2 separate regions of the Bombyx mori genome follow, and region 2 is linked to region 1. A link is a contact called in public Hi-C data. All regions are on one chromosome and are shown on one strand. The core of a region is the stretch at or near the end of the contact, and the rest is flanking DNA. Distances in the headings are between cores, read along the strand shown. Region 1 overlaps LOC101740132 (leucine-rich repeat serine/threonine-protein kinase 1). Region 2 has its middle 16 kb from the start of LOC134201346.

What was found. Hi-C and Micro-C count contacts between places; a contact is called where the count stands out from the background.
Region 2: a contact with region 1 is called in a Hi-C map of middle silk gland, with 1.5 times the contacts expected there. The contact joins two enhancer-like sites. A contact is called at or near these places in 2 of 7 Hi-C or Micro-C datasets (middle silk gland and whole pupa).

What each region holds. Positions count from the first base shown.
Region 1 is chr24:18,711,838-18,715,031 of ASM3026992v2, reverse strand. It overlaps LOC101740132 (leucine-rich repeat serine/threonine-protein kinase 1), which reads left to right. Exons shown (of 58, transcript XM_038019705.2): 17 at 17-124; 18 at 967-1,061; 19 at 1,418-1,600; 20 at 2,535-2,625. Among protein-coding and RNA genes, the nearest start is that of LOC134201347, 29 kb to the left of the region's middle. Within about 2 kb of position 1,476, at least 3 of the 8 cell types and tissues checked have open chromatin away from gene starts, as enhancers often do.
Region 2 is chr24:18,817,026-18,820,219 of ASM3026992v2, reverse strand. No RefSeq gene overlaps it. Among protein-coding and RNA genes, the nearest start is that of LOC134201346, 16 kb to the left of the region's middle. Within about 2 kb of position 1,614, at least 2 of the 8 cell types and tissues checked have open chromatin away from gene starts, as enhancers often do.

The sequences.
Region 1 (3,194 bases), core at 227-2,726:
AATGTCCTGTCAACAGAACCAGTCAGAGTCGCCTGGTCTGCCACCGACCTCGCCCCTGGAGTCTCCGCTGACAAGCGCCTCGCCTTCCAACTCGACATCGCCATTCAACTTTACCAGCTCATCGGTGAGTTGTTAATACGCTTTTATTAGCTTCAGACGTATGTATGTATGTATGTATGTAACGGAATCTTTGAACATGATTTTGACCCCCTTCAAAACGTCGGATTAACCCGAAATTTGGTATACTTATTGAGGACCGATGACAATACAATATAAAAAAAAAAATTGAAAAAATGTAAATGAAAAATAAATAATAGTTTAAAAAAAACTAACAAAATACGCTTTTATAGAAAAACCAACTAAAAAAGAAAAAATGAGTTTTTTGTTAAAAAAAAGCGTGGGGTGCATGGTATCAGTAGTTATAAATATTTTATGAACAGATATGAGTAGAAGGGTTATTTTCATAATATCCTGAAAACACCCCACGCTTTTTTTTACAATAAAATCTATTTTTCTTACACTAATCTTTAATTCAAATTTATTAAAAATCATTTTCTTTTTTGTAATTGGTTTTTCTATAAAAGCGTATTTTGTTAGTTTTTTTAAACTATTATTAATTTTTTTCTAAGACCGGGGTTGTGTAATGGAAATTAGATCTTCTGCCTCATCCTTCAAGGTTCATCACTACATAGTACCTATATAAAACAAAGTCTCTTTCTCTGTCCCTATGTATGCTTAAATCTTTATAACCACGCAACGGATTTTTATGCGGTTTTTTTTAATAGATAGAGTGATTAAAGTGGAAGGTTTATATGTATAATAACATCCATTAAATAGTGGAGAAATCAATAATAAATTACAGTTTACGAAGCGAAGCGAGGGCGGGTAGCTAGTATAGCCTAAACGCTGTCAGCTGACCTCTTAAGACAGGTAAACTCAAGTCGTTTCCATGACTGTATCTTCCAGTACTTGTCCCGAAGTCCATCTAGTCCATCGATCGACAGGAGTGACTCTGAGGACGAAGGTATCCCGATCATTGGAAACAGGAGTGGAAATGCTGTGTAAGTATCTCAGATATTTAATTTATTATTTGTTGTAACTATACTTGAGACCTTAGAACTTATACCTCAAGGTGGGTGGCGCATTTACGTCGTAGATGTCTATGGGCTCCAGTAACCACTTAACATCTGGTGGGCTGTGAGCTCGTCCACCCATCTAAGCAATAAGCCCCCTCTCCCTGTCTTTCCCTCCCTCTCTCTCTTTCCCTCCCTCTCTCTCTTTCCCTCCCTACCTCTCTATTTCCCTCCCTCCCTCTCTCTCTTTCCCTCTCTCTCTCTTTCCCTCACTCTCCCTCTCTCTAATAGACATCATGACGACTAAGGTATGAAGCGTATGTTTACTGTAAGACTGTACTTAGTTGCACGGAGGCGCGTCGAGTGCACGCGTGGCGGGGCGCTGTGCAGGCGGGCGTGACGTCACTTGAGGGTAGCCCCCTCGCCGCTCTCAACCTGTCGCACAACCAGTTCACCTGCCTCCCCCCCGCGCTGGCCTGCAGGGCTCACAACCTTAAGCGACTGAACATGTCCTACAACTCTCTCAGGTGAGTCCGAGACTATATGTTGTGTTTGGAAATGCTCAGGTTTACTTCCGTGTTAATAATTAATTTTAAATGATAATAATTAAAAATTGCGTTTGAGAAGTTACACTTCTTATTTATGGATATTAATGAAAAGTAATAGTTAAAAAAACAAAAAATCACGCTTTATATCAAATTCAACTAAAAAATAGAAAATAAATTTTAATAAATTTAAATTGAAAATAGTGTAAATAATATATATTTTATTTAAAAAAAAAAAGCGTGTGTTGCTTTTTAACATATTATTGAAATAATAATTCTTCTACTGTCTGTCAGACAGAAATCTGTCAGAAAAATATTTATAACTAATACCACCATGCACCCCACGCTTTTTTTACAATAAAATATATATTTTTTTACACTATTTTCAATTTAAGTGTATTAAAATTTATTTTCTATTTTTTAGTTGAATCTTATATAAAGCGTGATTTTTAGTTTTTTTAACTATTATTTATATTTAATTTTTAGTTGAATTTCAATTTTTTTAATATATTTTTTCAAAATTTTTAATAATTTTTTTTAATATTGAATTTTTATCGGTCCTCGATAAATCTACAAAGTTTGAATGAAATCTGGCCGTTTAAAGTGGGTCAATATCGCGTCTAAAGGAGTCAGTTACATACATACATACAAGTGAAGCTGATATAAAGCTTGTAAAATAGCGGACAGTGTGCTTAGTGCGAGCTTTTTAACGTTCCCGTTTTTTTATTTTTTTTTATTGCTTAGTTGTGTGGACGAGCTCACGGCCCACTTGAAGGCGAGTGGTTACCGTCGCCCATGGACATCAGCAATGCCCTGGGCAGAGCCAAACCGCCGCCTACCGTTAATGACCGTTACAAAACATGATTTATAATTAAACGTGTTCCGTTTTTGGACTAAATTAAATTATCGTTTTCAGATCGATGTCCTACGTGACCTCGTACCCAACCAGTTTGAGGCAGCTCGATCTCAGTCACAACAAGATCACTTGCTGGCCCAGCTTGCCTCAGGTCAGTGTCGAGACACAGTAACTAAACCTGTCTTTTGTTTTACTTAGATGGGTGGACGAGCTCACAGCCCACCTGGTGTTAAATGGTTACTGGAGCCCATAGACATCTACAAGGTAAATGCGCCACCCACCTTGAGGTATAAGTTCTAAGGTTCTCAAGTATAGTTACAACAGCTGCCCCACCCTTCAAACCGAAACGCATTACTGCTTCACGGCAGAAATAGGAGGGGTGGTGGTACCTACCCGCGCAGACTCACAAGAGGTCCTACCAGTGCTTGCTAACACTAGCCCCAGTGCATCGCAGAATCTACCACCGGATCGGAATCACGACCCACTGAGAAGATCCGGCGAGAAACTCAGTGGGCTGTGTCTATGGGTATACCTCAAGCCCGATCTACCGCAAAATAGCAATGCAGATTTTAATAATGATAAGATAGGGCAACTGCTATACAGACAACGGTGGCTATGATTATCTAAAAATGGCGTGCACGCTATTTGTCTGTGCACTCCAGTGAACATTTAGAATAGCCACAGCCAAGCTTAGCGTAATATCCTTTTAAGAAGTCCTTA
Region 2 (3,194 bases), core at 365-2,864, 110 kb before region 1:
TGAGCGAGGGCCTCTACTACGCGGTGACCACCTGTGGCCCCTGGCCCCCAGCCAGGTCCCTCACTAGGCCTCTAACTGACGCATTTGATGGGGCGGATTTATTAAAATGCGCACTTTTACACCAACACACGTGTTAACGACCAACAATATTGCCAAAAACTAATATTAAAAATTAATCGATTAATAAATGAAAAAAATGTATATATAATAATAATAATAATAATCATAAACAAACAAACTCCTTGTATATTTTCACTAATAATTTCCGGGTCGTTGACCTGTCGAGCTCGCGGGGTCGTCGCCCCCGACACAATCGACGACATTATTGCTTCACGTCACTGTACTAGGATAAGTCGGCGCGCGGCTGACGGCAAGCGGTCGCACAACACCAGGCCAGTTAAAAAAGCGTCCGACTCGCAGAGCCAAACTGACTAAGGCAATACCCGAAAACCATGATCACAAAATGCCTTCATGATATCGCTTGATCTAGATTTGCAAAACTTTTTATTTCGGCGGCTCGATCAATGCAAAGTTACGTGTTCCAAATCGTATTGCTTGTAAGGCTGCTAGCGCAAACTTAGGGCATTTCTGCGGGCGCACTGCATGGCGGAATGAGACACTCGCGCGCGTCCCTTTATTGTACAAATCGAGGCATCATTAAAAACGTGTATAAACTGCGATCTCACGGCTGATCGTCTGATCCCCACGGGGGTCACGGGGGGGTCGCACTACACCGCGGCCCCCACAACGCTAGTTCACACTTTGTGGCGGTGCACGAGTCCTGGTCCCCGCGGCCGGTCCGCGCGTGACGTCACTCCGCGCTGCTGAAGTACTCTGACGCGTTGCCCCTGCATATGGGACACGTGCGGTTCGACTGAAACGGAGAGCGCTCATGAGCATCCACCGCACGGAGCCTGGAAACTTAACTGGCGCTAGGGCGGCTTGTGAGCCTGGCTGGGTAGCAGCAGTGATCCGATCCAATGTCCTTCTTTAAACGAGGCTTGCGGAGAGTATTAAGTGGTACGCAGCGGCGTGGCTCTACCCTTGGCATTGCTGAAGTCCATGGGCTACGGTAATCACTGATCTTCTTTCGGCATCACTGATCAAGCGTTTTTCTTCCAGCGCGGAATTAATATCTAATTACCCTTAAAACCTAAAAGCAGCGACACACATTTTCGGTTGCAAGCGCCATGATCACTAGAGGACTAAAGCCTGGAGGGAGGATCTCGGAAGTAGATAATTCTGTCTATCCTCTTTCTAGTCAGTTGTAGGGTGTTACCCCTCGAAACCCTTGAGTCGCAGCCATAGTGTACCCTCACTATATCGACAATGTACCTAACTATATTGACAATCTACCCTCACTATATTGAAAATATACCCTCGCTATATCGACAGTGTACCTTCACTACATCGACAATGTACCCTCGCTATATCGACAATGTACCCTCACTATATCGACAATGTACCTAACTATATCGACAATGTATCAATGTACCTCACTATATCGACAATGTACCCTCATTATATCGAGAGTGTGTTAGAAGACGACTCACCCTCAGCCATTTATCGACGCATTTAGCGTGGAAGTGGTGGGCGCAGGGCAGCACGCGCAGGGTCTGCCTGGCCTCGAACTCCGCCATGCAGACCACGCACGAGCTCTGCTCGCCCTCCGCCCCGCTTCCGTACTTGTAGCTGGGCAGCTGCTCGATCTCGGCCCGCGCCAGGCCCCGGGGCTTGGCCTCCCCGAGCCGCTCAGCCAGCGACAAAAGGGCCTCGTAGTTCTCCGTCTCGGGGGAGTCTGCGGACTCCTCGCGCGGCTCCCCGTAAGGAGACAGCGGGAACATCGCCAGCAGATTCAGGAATACCTGTTTGGAGGGGGGTTTGGTCATGTAATAAAAGTGAAACTCGCCAAAATTATAATTTGCGTAAATTACTGGTGGTAGGACACCTCTTGTGAGTCCGCGCGGTACCACCACCCTGCCTATTTCTACCGTGAAACAGTAATGCGTCTCGGTTTGAAGGGTGGAGCAGCCGTTGTAGCTATACTGAGACCTTAGAACTTATATCTCAAGGTGGGTAGCGCATTTAGGTTGTAGATGTCCATGGGCTCCAGTAACCACTTAACACCAGGTGGGCTGTGAGATCGTCCACCCTGCTAAGCAATAAAAAAAAAATTGTATATGGATGACTTGATTGTATCGGGTAGTGGCTTGACTATGTCCCTGGCATTACTGACAACCACTCGTCATCAGGAAGGCCCTATGCTCATCTGCTTTGTAAGGGCAATAAAAACAAATTGGTCAAAATAAACATTGTATGCCAGTTGCCCTTCCCACTGACACGCATTACTCCTTCACTGCAGAACTATTAGAACTAAATGTCCGGTTAACCTACATCGGAAGTGTCCATCAGTGTCAGTATATACTAGATGTTGCTGACCTTGGTCGTCCACTGAGTTTCTCGCCGGATCTTCTGAGCGGGTCGGGTTTCCGATCCGGTGGTAGATTCTGTGAAGCACTGCTCTTGCTAGGGCCAATGTTAGCAACACTTCGGTTTGAGCCCCATGAGCTCACCTACACGTTAGGGTGAAGCTGAAATAGCCTCTCAAGGCTATCAGCATAGGCAGGAGAAAAGAAAGTAGTTACTTCGATCCTTCAGACCCGCTAGGCATTCAATACAATTGAGTATTCGTTGTCACTTCAAAGTCTCCGGCAATTTCCCCAGACCACACGAGCCCGTCTGCTCATCACCAGCGATAAAAGCAAAACCTAAAATAGCAATATCATGGTGCTGTCCACGAGTACCTGATAAGTTGGAGGGGGCGGAGGTAGCTGGAGGGGCTGAGCGACGTGCAGCTGCTGGACGTGGGGAGCTCCGACCAGGCCGCTGCCACCCTGGGGACGCAAAGCGACATGTCTGGTGCGTTACTGTCGTAATGGGCTCGAACGTTAGGTGTCGAGGGATAAAGACAAGAAGAGGGAGAGTTTCTTCAACCACGTGACGGAATTATTAACAGTATAGACTGACTCAGAGGTACTGTAGTTAGCACCTCTGACTGTTGCGCCGAGGGTCGTGGGTTCGATTCCCGCGACAGGCAAACGTTCGTGTGATGAAAAGGTCGTTTGCGTTTGAGAGTCACTCACCTGTGCGTGCAGGTGGTGCAGGTGCGCGTGAGGCCAGCGCGCCGCGTGGCG